Regions from separate parts of the Rattus norvegicus genome. Here region 1 is linked to region 2. Evidence: chromatin contacts called from public Hi-C data. All regions are on one chromosome and are shown on one strand. Each heading gives the region's core, a stretch centred on a gene start, on an enhancer-like site or on the middle of the called end of the contact. The rest is flanking DNA. Distances are from core to core; before and after follow the strand shown.

The links. A called contact is a pair of places that touch in the nucleus more often than the background predicts.
Region 1: a contact with region 2 is called in a Hi-C map of Schwann cells, with 3 times the contacts expected there. The contact joins the enhancer-like site here to the promoter of Hspa2 in region 2. A contact is called at or near these places in 4 of 12 Hi-C or Micro-C datasets (Schwann cells, frontal cortex, kidney and 1 more) and 1 of 1 datasets of contacts at active chromatin or transcription factors (oligodendrocytes).

What each region holds. Positions count from the first base shown.
Region 1 is chr6:100,927,123-100,929,822 of GRCr8, forward strand. LOC102556012 (a long non-coding RNA gene) reads left to right here. Exons shown (of 4, transcript XR_010052712.1): 3 at 2,149-2,402. Among named protein-coding and RNA genes, the nearest start is that of Rps17l1, 42 kb to the right of the region's middle. Within about 2 kb of position 1,344, at least 1 of the 93 cell types and tissues checked has an H3K27ac peak or open chromatin away from gene starts, as enhancers often do. A contact at or near this core is called in Schwann cells, where this site is marked.
Region 2 is chr6:100,863,024-100,865,723 of GRCr8, forward strand. It overlaps Hspa2 (heat shock protein family A (Hsp70) member 2), which reads left to right and starts at 1,419. Exons shown (of 1, transcript NM_021863.3): 1 at 1,419-2,700. The coding sequence starts at 1,535. It also overlaps a transcript of Zbtb1 not described here.

The DNA of each region.
Region 1 (2,700 bases), core at 94-2,593, 64 kb after region 2:
CCAGTTTTCGGATTTCTCCCCTCCATATGACTTTCTTAGCAAATGGTATTTTGGGTTGCTAATGTTACTATAGCAAAGCACAACTAAGTGAGCCGCTTTAAACAATACAAATATATTTCTTCATGGTTCTAAAGGCTAGAAAGCTGAGTTCAAGTTGTCAGTAGGACCGGAAGGATGGGTTCCAGACTGCTCTCCTTGGCTTGTAGATGGCCGTCTGTCTGTCTGTCTGCACCGTCTCTTCAGACTGTTCTGTCCATCTGCCTTGTCTCCCCCCCTGAGGAATGCTGCCTGACCTTGAACTTGCTCTTTGGCTGAGGACGGTCTTGAACTCCTGATCTTTCCTCCCCATCCCGACTGCAGACATTATAGAGTGCTACCACAGCTAGTTTCTTTCGTGCTGAGGATCAACCCCAGGGCTTCCTGCATGCTACTGTACCAACAGACCCACCCCCAACCCTTTTGTAAGTACACAGATCACACCGAAGAGAGGCTCACATTCGTATGGCCTCATCTTAATTAGTGATATCTGTAACACCCCTATTTCCAAGTAAGATCAACAGTCTACGGTCCCAGGAGTTAGAAAATCAACATATGAAAATAGGGTAAGGGGCACAATTCAAGTCATGACAGATGGTGTCTGGCCCTGTGGATCTGGAGAGAAAGGGATGAGCCGGGTCCTCAGGAGGTGAAAAACCCAGCCTGTGGGCAGTTAGGGGGTCTTCCCTCTAAACACCTCCTGATTCTGCCGAGCGCTCAGTCAAGTGAGTGCGCTCACCCGGCTACGTTGTTCTGTGTCACTGGTCCCCCTGGTCATTTGGTCTGTATGAATGCTCTTTGTCCTGAACATTTTTGAGGATGTGTGGATACATAGACTGTCAACTGTAGACATGTAATATCTATGTATGTATCATATATATGTATGTATGTATGGTGATGGTACATGTATATATTAATGTGTAGTTCAAAGCGATATATACTTATTATACCAACAGTGTATGTCACATAAAATATATCCCCACAAATAGACATCTTAAAGGATGAGAAGAAAATATAGAACTTGTATTAGTTTCCTCCCGCGCGACCCTTCTGTGTTATGCTGAATGCACCCCACTTTGATGACCTCTTCCCACTACTACTTACAGACAAGGAATTTTTTATAGAGGAATCTGTAAGCTGAAATAGAGCAGTGACCTAGTTTTTCTCAATGGCTTGTCCCTTACCCTGAAGCACAGAAACCTGCAGTGCACCTTGGTTTAAATGGAAAGAAAACACACCAGTCCAATGTATTCCAAAGTGTCATGCCCGTTCTGTGGCAGCCCAACCAATGGGCTGGGCCTTTCTGCCAGGCCTGAGGCCTCGCTGCAGTCAGGGCGAGCTTGCTCTCTGTTCTCATCAGAACAGCAGCATGTTAACGCTTGTCATTCCTTACCCAACTCTGAACTTCAGCACCTCCTAGTGCGTCCTTGTCAGAGATGCAGATAAGTGCCAAACTTGTAGTGGGAACCAGGAGCCATTGGCAGTACAAAGCAAACTGCTAAGTTCTGCAGGCTGGGAACAAACAAGGAAGTTCAGTCCAAACCTGGGTTTAGCTATGATGAGCACACATCCCTGTCTCTAATTAATTAGCTAATTATAAAAATAAAATTATATGTAATGGACAAAATTTTAAAATGAGGCCTAGGGGTGTACCTCAGTGGTAGAGCACTTACTTAGTAGCTACAAGGCCAAGGGTTCAATTCCCAGCACACACAAAAAATGCAAGCAGGTGCTATGATCTTCTCCCACAAATTTGTCTTCTTGTCTCTTAAGCATCTGGGCAGTGAACTCCGTGGGCTGTGCGGCTGCTGCTGTGGGAAACACTGCCACCTGCTGGGGCATCTTTATAACATCGGCATACTCTTCCCACACCCGCCCCTCTTTCCCCCCACGTCCCCCACCCCAAAGCAATCTTCCCCTCTGCTCCCCAGAGTGAGAGGAGAAGCAGACAGGAATCCAGGTCTAATGGCTGACTTTCACAGTGGCTTCCGAGAAGTTATTCGACTAACCAGAATGTACACATATTCAGCTAGGAGTTCATTTCAACCTTGGTGATTACTGTTTTAAATGAAAAATGTAACGCTTTCTGAGCTGACCCATTTTTTCTGACAGTTATAGTGTTTCCAGACAAATGAGAACCACAGCTGGGCATGATGGCACATACTTGTAATAGCACGCAGGAGGCAGAAGGATCGCAAGGTCAAGACCAGCCCGAGGCTACACAGCGAGACTGGAGATGGCTCAGTCATCAAGAGAGCCTGTTGCTCTTACAGTGACCCTGAGTCCTTTCCCAGCACCTCCATAGTGCTTATAACTCCAGAGGATCCAAAGAAGCACTTCTGATCTCCTTGGCCATCCACATACATGTAAGTGCACATAAAATATGAAGATATACACAAAATTAAAAATCAATAAATCTTTTTAAAAAGAAACAAAATGCAACCAACAAGACAATATTAGATTCAATAAGCAAAATGTTTTTCTAGACTTCTCCTCGATGGCTATAGGGCATGGGGCAAGCCTTAACTTCGTAGTTACATCTACTCTGTATTGTTTTAAGGACTGAATACTTGTGGCACAGAAGTGCTTGATCGGTTACTGCTTTTATTCAAGCACGATAACATAGTGACCCATTATGACTCCAAACAAACCCCTCAGTGAGAT
Region 2 (2,700 bases), core at 169-2,668:
CCCACACTCCAATACCTCAACCTGGTAAAGAATGCTTTTCCTACAGTCCTCAACAGAATTAGGCATGTCACCTCCTCAGGGATGCTCTGACATGTTCCCTCAGGCTCAGTGTGCCCCTCTCTGCCTTGTGTTCTCACTGGACTTCTCCCGATTTCTGTTTACCCTTCTCACACAATGGCCTAAGGACGGATCAGTTCCTTTTTTCTTCTCATCTCCTATTGGGCACCTGTCAGTTTTAAGGCGACGACTGTCCTCAGCTTCCCATCCGTAAGGTGAAGCGGGCGGTGGCTCTACATTACAGGTCTCCGTTTTCCTCCAGGAGTCCTTTTACAGGAGCCAGCTTCTGCCCACCCCCTGGTACCAGAGAGTACTTTCCAGAATTATTTTCATATTCCGGCTAAACAAGAGCCAAAGATGTTCACTCTTTCTCATCTACCTCCTCTCACAAGTCTGTGCTGCCAACCTAACTTCTCCGCAGGAAAAAGTCTCATTCAACCGAACTCCGCGCCAAATGACTAGTTCCTAAACAGGATCGCGTATGCGGGGACCGGAGTCAGAGGGTGACACTGCCGCGAAGTAGTCAAAACTGCCTATTAGGGCGCTTGAAAGAAGCTAAACCAGGAAAGCGGAGAGAGAAGCTTGGACCGAGGCCGGGCAGCGGGTCCGAGCAAGGAGGTGGCTCGGGGGCCGTGCTTCTCGCACTGGCGGGAAAGCCACCCGCCTCCCGGGTAAGCACCGCGCACGCAGCCTTCCCCCGCCGCGCACTCTCCGAGACGCGCGAGGGGAAAAACTCGCACCCGCCCAACTTCACAGTCCCCGCCCTGGAACCACCCCGCACCCAGCTCCGGTCCCCGCTGCAGGAACAGCAGAGGCGGGAAAGACGAGAGCCGATCCCAGCCGTTCTTTTTTCGATGCAACCGTCTCAGAAAGAATTTCGACCCCGGGAGCCTTCGGGAGGCCAGCGCCCTTTCCGTGCTGCCTCTGCGCGCCCCGCCCCGCGCCGCGCCCCAGCGCCACACTCTTCGGGTTCCGCGCTGTTCATTGGGCATCTGCCCCGCCAATCTAAAAGATGTCAACGAATCACGCTTTATAAAAGGCAAAGAGAGAGGGGAAAGGGGGCTTTTCACGCTGGCTCCCTTGGCGCGAGCTTAACGCCCCCAAGCGGCTGGAGGCACTGGGCGGGGCTCATTTGCATAACGGCCGCCCCTTGGTCTCCCTGCTGGGGGCTGGAGTCCCGCTCTCACCCACCTAGATATCTGTTGGACCACCGGCTGGTCACTCCGACCAGGCAAGCCTGTGGGATCGCTGGACGGGTTGGAGCGGGCGGGCCCGGGGACCGATTGGCTCTGAGAGTTTCCAGAAGGCAGGGGGTGGGGTGGGAGGACGACTATAAGACGGAGAAGCCCAGCAGGGGGATCCGGGAGACGCTAGTCGCGCTCGTGGAGAGCAGTGCGAAGCGACCGTTGGCTCGGGTCCCGGCTTGCCTCTCCTGACTCTTTCGTCCTAACGTTGCTTTGCCTGTTTTTCAGTCAGGATGTCCGCCCGCGGCCCGGCTATCGGCATCGACCTGGGCACCACTTACTCGTGCGTGGGGGTCTTCCAACATGGCAAGGTGGAGATCATCGCCAACGACCAGGGTAACCGGACCACCCCCAGCTACGTGGCCTTCACCGACACCGAGCGCCTTATCGGCGACGCCGCCAAGAACCAAGTGGCCATGAACCCCACAAACACCATCTTCGACGCCAAGCGGCTGATCGGACGGAAGTTCGAAGACGCCACGGTGCAGTCGGATATGAAGCACTGGCCGTTCAGAGTGGTGAGCGAAGGTGGGAAGCCCAAAGTGCAGGTGGAATATAAAGGGGAGATGAAGACCTTCTTCCCTGAGGAGATTTCTTCCATGGTCCTCACTAAGATGAAGGAGATCGCCGAAGCCTACCTGGGGGGCAAGGTGCAGAGCGCAGTCATCACTGTTCCTGCCTATTTCAACGACTCGCAGCGCCAGGCCACCAAGGATGCGGGCACCATCACCGGTCTCAATGTATTGCGTATCATCAACGAACCCACAGCAGCGGCCATCGCTTATGGCCTGGATAAGAAGGGCTGCGCGGGCGGCGAGAAGAACGTGCTCATCTTTGACCTGGGCGGGGGCACCTTCGATGTGTCCATCCTCACCATCGAGGATGGCATCTTCGAGGTCAAGTCCACGGCCGGCGACACCCACCTGGGTGGCGAAGACTTCGACAACCGTATGGTCAGCCACCTGGCGGAGGAGTTCAAGCGCAAACACAAGAAGGACATTGGGCCCAACAAGCGCGCCGTGCGCCGGCTGCGCACCGCCTGCGAGCGCGCTAAGCGCACCCTGAGCTCGTCCACGCAGGCCAGCATCGAGATCGACTCGCTGTACGAGGGCGTGGATTTCTACACGTCCATCACCCGCGCCCGCTTCGAGGAGCTCAACGCCGATCTCTTTCGAGGGACTCTGGAGCCGGTGGAAAAGGCGCTGCGCGATGCCAAGCTAGACAAGGGCCAGATCCAGGAGATAGTGCTGGTGGGCGGCTCTACCCGCATCCCTAAGATCCAGAAGCTCCTGCAGGATTTCTTCAACGGCAAGGAGCTGAACAAGAGCATCAATCCCGACGAGGCGGTGGCCTACGGCGCCGCCGTGCAGGCGGCTATCCTCATTGGCGACAAGTCTGA